Regions from separate parts of the Muntiacus reevesi genome. Here region 2 is linked to region 1. Evidence: chromatin contacts called from public Hi-C data. All regions are on one chromosome and are shown on one strand. The core of a region is the stretch at or near the end of the contact, and the rest is flanking DNA. Distances in the headings are between cores, read along the strand shown.

Evidence for each region. A called contact is a pair of places that touch in the nucleus more often than the background predicts.
Region 2: a Hi-C map of blood shows a contact between it and region 1, with 3 times the contacts expected there. The contact joins the promoter of PLEKHA8 here to the promoter of ZNRF2 in region 1. A contact is called at or near these places in 2 of 3 Hi-C or Micro-C datasets (blood and muscle).

What each region holds. Positions count from the first base shown.
Region 1 is chr6:62,590,357-62,593,494 of mMunRee1.1, reverse strand. ZNRF2 (zinc and ring finger 2) reads left to right here and starts at 1,515. Exons shown (of 5, transcript XM_065938457.1): 1 at 1,515-2,833. The coding sequence starts at 2,377.
Region 2 is chr6:62,856,950-62,860,087 of mMunRee1.1, reverse strand. It overlaps PLEKHA8 (pleckstrin homology domain containing A8), which reads left to right and starts at 1,565. Exons shown (of 13, transcript XM_065939028.1): 1 at 1,565-1,983. The coding sequence starts at 1,944.

The DNA.
Region 1 (3,138 bases), core at 266-2,765:
TGATCAATGCCAGCTGCAGGTGTTGTAGCTTTTGGTGCATCTCATTGATTTGCTGAGCATACTTCCCAGATGTGTTGGTTTTGCTGGGATTCACAAAGCTGTAGTGGATCAGACTGGCAACAGACCACCAATCTGTGGCCATAACCTTTCTCGGGTGCAAGTTTGGCTTTGGGAAGTGCTTTGAAGCTTCTTCTCGGTCCAACCACTGAACTGGTCATTGCTGGTTCTCATATAAAATCCACTTTTTGTCACATATCACAATCGGATAGAGAATAAGAGAAGAACCTAATGTAGAAAAAGAGAAGATGACCCTTCAAAACGATTTTTTTCATTTTTAGTCAGTTCAAGATGCACCCACTTCTCGAGCGTTTCACCTTTCAAATTAGCTTCAAATGCTGGGCAACTATAGAATGGTTGATGTTCAGTTCTTGGGCAACTTCTCATGTAGTTATAAGCCTCTCAATTGGTTATTGTCAACTTCCTATGGGCAGACACTATGTTTATCTTCAGGCTTTTATCTACTCTGCAAAACTTCTTGAACCACCACTGCATTGTACATTTGTAAGCAGTTCCTGGGCCAAATGTGTTGTTGTGAGTTGTCTCTGCGAACTCGAATAGGAAAGTCGCTTCAATTTGCTTTTTCATAAATATAAACAAGTAATAAGTCAGCCAAAAACAAGTCAGCCAAGTAAGAAATGTGCATTAAAATGATGTACAGCACAACCATTTTTATTTAAGAATGTATTCCAGTATCAAATGGAAAATTTAAACAATGCAAAAGTCGCAATTACGTTTGCACCAACCTAGTATTAATTGCCATTTTAGAGAAATTACAGGGTTTTAAAGCAGCCGGTGCTGTGGAGATTTGATACAAACATCCCAGGTAAGGAAACTAACGTCCACAAAGGTAAAATGATTTGCTTATTACACTTAGTTTTGGTCCTAGACTTAGACCCCAGGTCTTATGAATCGGTTGCAGCTGTCTCTGTGCCAGTTTTTACTCTACTGCTGAAGATCATGTTGGATTATCTTTAGTTCTATTAACTCTGCTTTCTCCACAGTCGGAGTGTTTAAATGGGATAGATCTAATTCAGATCAAGTTGCCTTCAGCTTCCTAGGTTCTTTCTTTTGTTTTCAGTCTTTTACCATCAGATTGGTGAGCTTCTGCTTTATTTAAAACACGCACTCGGAGTAACATCAAGGAGGAAGGTCGACACCCACTCAAACGCAATGGCTAGAGACACAGGACAGAGACACTCCCAGCCCCAGCTTTAAGAAGGTGAAGACTACCCACCGTCAGGTCCAGCGTCCGAGGGCCACGTGCAGGAGGAGGGGCCGTGTTCTGGTTGGCGCCCGGAGGAGCTCCATCCCTCCAATCAGAGCAGGCCCCGCGGTGGAGAGGGGGCGCGTCCTGCAGGAGAGGGCGGGGCCAGAGACCTGTCCATCACCGAAGCCGCGGGTGGTAGCACCTACCCCACCAAGGCACCTAGGCGAGATAGGGCGGGAGCGGGAAGGCCGCGGCGAGGGGGGAGGCGGGGCCAGGCCGGTGGGAGCCAATCCTCCCGGCGGCGCCAGGGGGCGGGGGCGGGGTCACCGCGCGCGACCCAAACACACGGGTTCGGGCGCACCCTGGGGCCCCGCTGCTCCTTCGCCTTCCGGTGCGAGGGCCGCAGTACCTCCTTCCCCGCTGAGCACCCCCCACCTTCGTGGTCCAGACCCTACCCCCCGGCCCCTCCTTCTCTGGGGGAGCGCGGTGACGGTTGCCGGGAAGCGCGCGCTGCCCCTCCCTCTCCTCTTGCGTCCTCCCCTCCCGCGCCACCCGTTTTTCCTCCTTCTCAGTTAATAACAGTTGGGTGGCTGGGGGAGGAGGGAAGGTGGCCCCAGCGGAGTCTGGGCGGGCACCTCCCACTCACCCGTGAGCCGCCGTGGGAGCAGGAGGATGGCGGCGGTAGCGGCGGCCGCCCGGGAGGAGGCGGTGCCGAGGGCCCGGGCGCAGAGCGCAGCGGCGGCGGCAGAGAGCGGCAGCGGCCCGTCGCGGCGCACCAGAACCGAAAGCAGCGGCAGCCGCGCAGCCACCTGAGCCGCCCCTCCCGCCGGAGCCAGCGATCGGCGCCCGCGGGAGCCGGGACCTCCTTCCTCACCGTCTCTCCTCGTCTCCCGAGTCCCCAGACAGGCCGTCGATCTCCCTCGTCACCCCCTAGAAGAGCGCGGCGGGCGCCGACCGCCCCCAGGGGCGCCGGGCGGCGGCCCTGGACGTGCGGGCTTCTTTCTGCGCCGGCCTCCGCGCCTCGGCCCTGCCCTCTCGCTCCCGCGCTCGCTCCCGCCCTCCCGGCGCTCCGGGCGCTGTGCGCGGGCCCGGCCCGGGGCAGGGCGGACATGGGCGCCAAGCAGAGCGGCCCGGCCGCTGCTAACGGCCGCACCCGCGCGTACTCGGGCTCGGATTTACCTTCCAGCAGCAGCAGCAGCGGAGGGGCCAACGGGACCGCGGGCGGCGGGGCGCGAGCCGCAGCTGCTGGGCGGTTTCCGGCTCAGGTGCCCAGCGCGCACCAGCCCAGCGCCTCCGGCGGCGCCGCGGCGGCCTCGGCGGCCCCGCGCAGCCGCTCCCTCGGCGGGGCCGTGGGGACCGTGGCGTCGGGGGCCCGAACGGCTCAGTCCACCTTCAGCATCCCCAACAGCAGCAGCGGCCCGTACGGCTCGCAGGACTCGGTTCACAGCAGCCCGGAGGACGGCGGCAGCAGCGGCGGCAGGGACCGGCCGGCAAGCGGGGGTCCCGGAGGGCCGCGCCTGGTGATCGGCTCCTTACCCGCTCACCTCTCGCCGCACATGTTTGGAGGTACGGCCCCTTCCCTCTCTGGCTCCCGCGGGCGGCACGTGGGCCGCGGCTGCGCTTATTTTTACCCTTCTCCTTTTCTCCTTCAGCCTGAGCGCCGGGGGGTTCGCCGCGCGGCCGGGCCGGGTCACCCCTCTTGGGGGTGGGAGGGAAAGGGAGAGGGAGAGAGCGCCTCTTTACCCCTGCAGCGCCGCTACCGCGGGACCCCAGTGTTTGGTTTTTGAACCCCGCTTGCACCCTCACCTCTTCGTGGCTCTCTCCTACAGAAAGCCCTTGTTTGCTCCCGGAGGTGAAGGGAGCAAATGTTG
Region 2 (3,138 bases), core at 316-2,815, 270 kb before region 1:
ATACTTGTTCATTGAAGCTGACTTGGAAGAAACTGGAAAACACTCGAGTTTCCAGTTAAAATACAGGAGTCACAGCATAGTGCTCTGTGACAACCCATCTGTGGGATGGGGTGGGAGGTGGGAGAGAGGTTCAAGAGGGAGGGGATATGTGTATCAGCTCAGTTCAGTCGCTCAGTCATGTCCAACTCTTTGCGACCCCATGGACTGTAGCATGCCAGGTTTCCCTTTCCATCACCAACTCCCAGAGTTTACTCAAATTCATGTCCATCGAGTCTGTGATGCCATCCAGCCATCTCATCCTCTGTGGTCCCCTTCTCCTCCTGCCCCCAATCCCTCCCATCATCAGGGTCTTTTCCAATGAGTCAACTCTTCGCATGAGGTGACCAAAGTATTGGAGTTTCAGCTTCAGCATCAGTCCTTCCAATGAACACCCAGGACTGATCTCCTTTATGCCTATGGCTTTTCCAGCATCAGGGTCTTTTCCAGCATCAGGGTCTTTTCCAATGAGTCAACTCTTCGCATGAGGTGACCAAAGTATTGGAGTTTCAGCTTCAGCATCAGTCCTTCCAATGAACACCCAGGACTGATCTCCTTTATACCTATGGCTTATTAATTTTGATGTATGGCAGAAACCAAAACATCGTTATAAAGCAAGCATCCTCCCATTAAAAACAAATAATTTTTAAAAAATACAGGAGCCTAATTAAATTTGAATTTCAGATAAATAGCAAATTAATTTTTCTCTGTTTTTATTTGTGGACTCTGGCAACAGATTTTGCAGATAAAAGATTTTATTTAATTCTTTTTTTTTTATTTAATTCTTTAGATTACACTAAAGAAAAAGAAAAAATCTGTAATGCCACCATGCAGAAATAGTCATCAACATTTTGGCACATGGTTTTGTGACATATGCCTAAAATAATTAGGATCCTACTGTACACTGTTTTGTAACCTGCTTTTACCACAGAATCTATAGTTAACATTTTCCCTAGTCAAATATCCTTAGCACAGAACTTTCTCACACTTTTTTTTTTCCCCTCACACTTTAATATGCATGGGAATCCCCCCTGGAGATCTCCTTCAGGAGTTTGCCGCCTTGCATTAAGATACTACATTCAGACAAGTTCCCAGGGGCCTTCAGTGCGGCAGTGCACGGACCACACTTCGTGCAGCGGGGGTTTTAGAGTTTAATAGTGAAATTCCCATCATCTCCTTATGCCCTATGGTTGGGTACCCCCTCAATAGCCTTGAAGTGTGTAGGATCAATTAGCCTTGAAATAAGAGGCTCTGAAGACTAGAATCCAGCGGGCACCCTAAGGGGCCACGGTGGCTCCCAAATATCGGGAGATGGAACCCATCTATGGTACCTGGTACCGTAGAGTGAAGACTGTGTTCCCCTTTGTCCCAGAGGCCTCCCTACTCCCTTCTCACCCTCCCTCTAGTCCCAGGACTCATTTTCCCTGCGGGCCTCTTTCACTAGGTCAGCCACGCCGCTATCTCAGCTAAACTCCGGAGTGGATTTTGGGAACCGGCGCGCAGGCGGTGCACTGGGCATGCGCGAGCGGGCCCTGAGCCCGGCGGGTCGAGCACTCAGGTAGCGCGCCGTGGCGCGGCCAGCGACCGGCTACTTCACTCGCGACACTTTGGTGACTTCAGTCGCCCCTCGGACCCACCCAGGACCTTGGCCTCCTTGAGGACAGCGCGCCGCCTGCGGCGCCTGGGGCCACCGGCCGGCCGCGTTCTCACGTGCGGAGGCCGCCGCAGTGACCCCGCCCCCGGGCCCAGGATGTGAGGCCCGCGGGGCGTCCCCGCACTGGGCCTGGGCGCCGGGAGTGGCCGGCTCGGCAGCGCCGGGCGATGGCCCTGCTGCCGGTGCTCCTCGCCTCCTGGAGCCTGGAGCAGTGACGGGGCCGGCGGGCGAGGGCGAGGTGGTCGCGGGCGCCATGGAGGGGGTGCTGTATAAGTGGACCAACTATCTGAGCGGTGAGTGGGGGGCGTGCCAGGGTTCCGGTCCTTTGTCTGAGACGAGGGAGGGCGGCGTCCGGACTCGCCTCTTGGGTGTCGGGGTCACGGTCTCTCCTGAGACCAGAGAGGCCTGCGTGGACCGGGAATGTTTCCCTACAGCAGTTCTCTGTCTCCCGCGCGGTACAGACACAGCCCCCTGTTGGGGCTGGGTGTGAGCCGCAGCTCTCCTCACTTCCGAATCCTGAGATTTGGGGTGACTTGAAAGGCACGATGTCCTCGGTGTCAGCGGGAGGGAAATGCTTATTCCGGCTCTTGGGTCCTCTGGGAGTCTCGAATTCTGGCGAAGGAGCTGTTCTCGGGAAGGTTTCATATGAATGCGAGCAGAGGTCAAAGGTTCTTTTTCAAAGTCCCCAGGTACGGCACTTTGCTTTCATCACTTGCAGAGTTATGTGAGTGCAGACCAGGATATCTGAGTCTCAGCTCCAAAGTATGCACGTTTTTGGTTTTCTCACCGAACATTTTCTTTTTGTTTTACAGACTCAGAAATGACCATAAAATAGGATGCAAATGTTAGCAGCTCTTTTCTTGCCCTGCTGAACAGAATGGCTTAAAAATAGTACCCCACCCCCTTTCCAATTTATGGAAGTACTTCATATCTTGAGAAGGTCATAACTATTTTTCAGCTATGAATATGATTCAGAAGGAGCATTTTCATAAATGAGTATATAAATAAAAGCCTTCTGTGCGCTGGAAACTGTGCTAGGCACTTTTTTGAAATTAAACTTTTTATTATGGAAAATGAGGTAGGCAGGCTCTTAGAGTTTTAACAGCAATGTATTTGAAATGAGAAATATTCCCAGGGATTCTTAAGTTGTGGAGGTGTATTTTCCCATCCTGTGGAGCCTAGGTTTTCTTTTCTTTTTTTTTTTTTAAGGGTTGTAGTATGATTCTCTGGGGTTTTTTAAGGACGTTTGTGTCTGGGAGGATCAGTTGGCAGTAGTGACTTTGATGAGGTTATAAAGCACAGCTGAAAGTGTGCCTGTTGGGGGTACCCAGAATCTCTTCCCTATGCATAGTGTGATTACAAGTGAATTCTGTTTATTTTCTTGTGATCATTAGTAGAAACTGAGTGAGGAGAAATGTTTTAGAAGACTTGCTCTTTGCTTCAAGGAT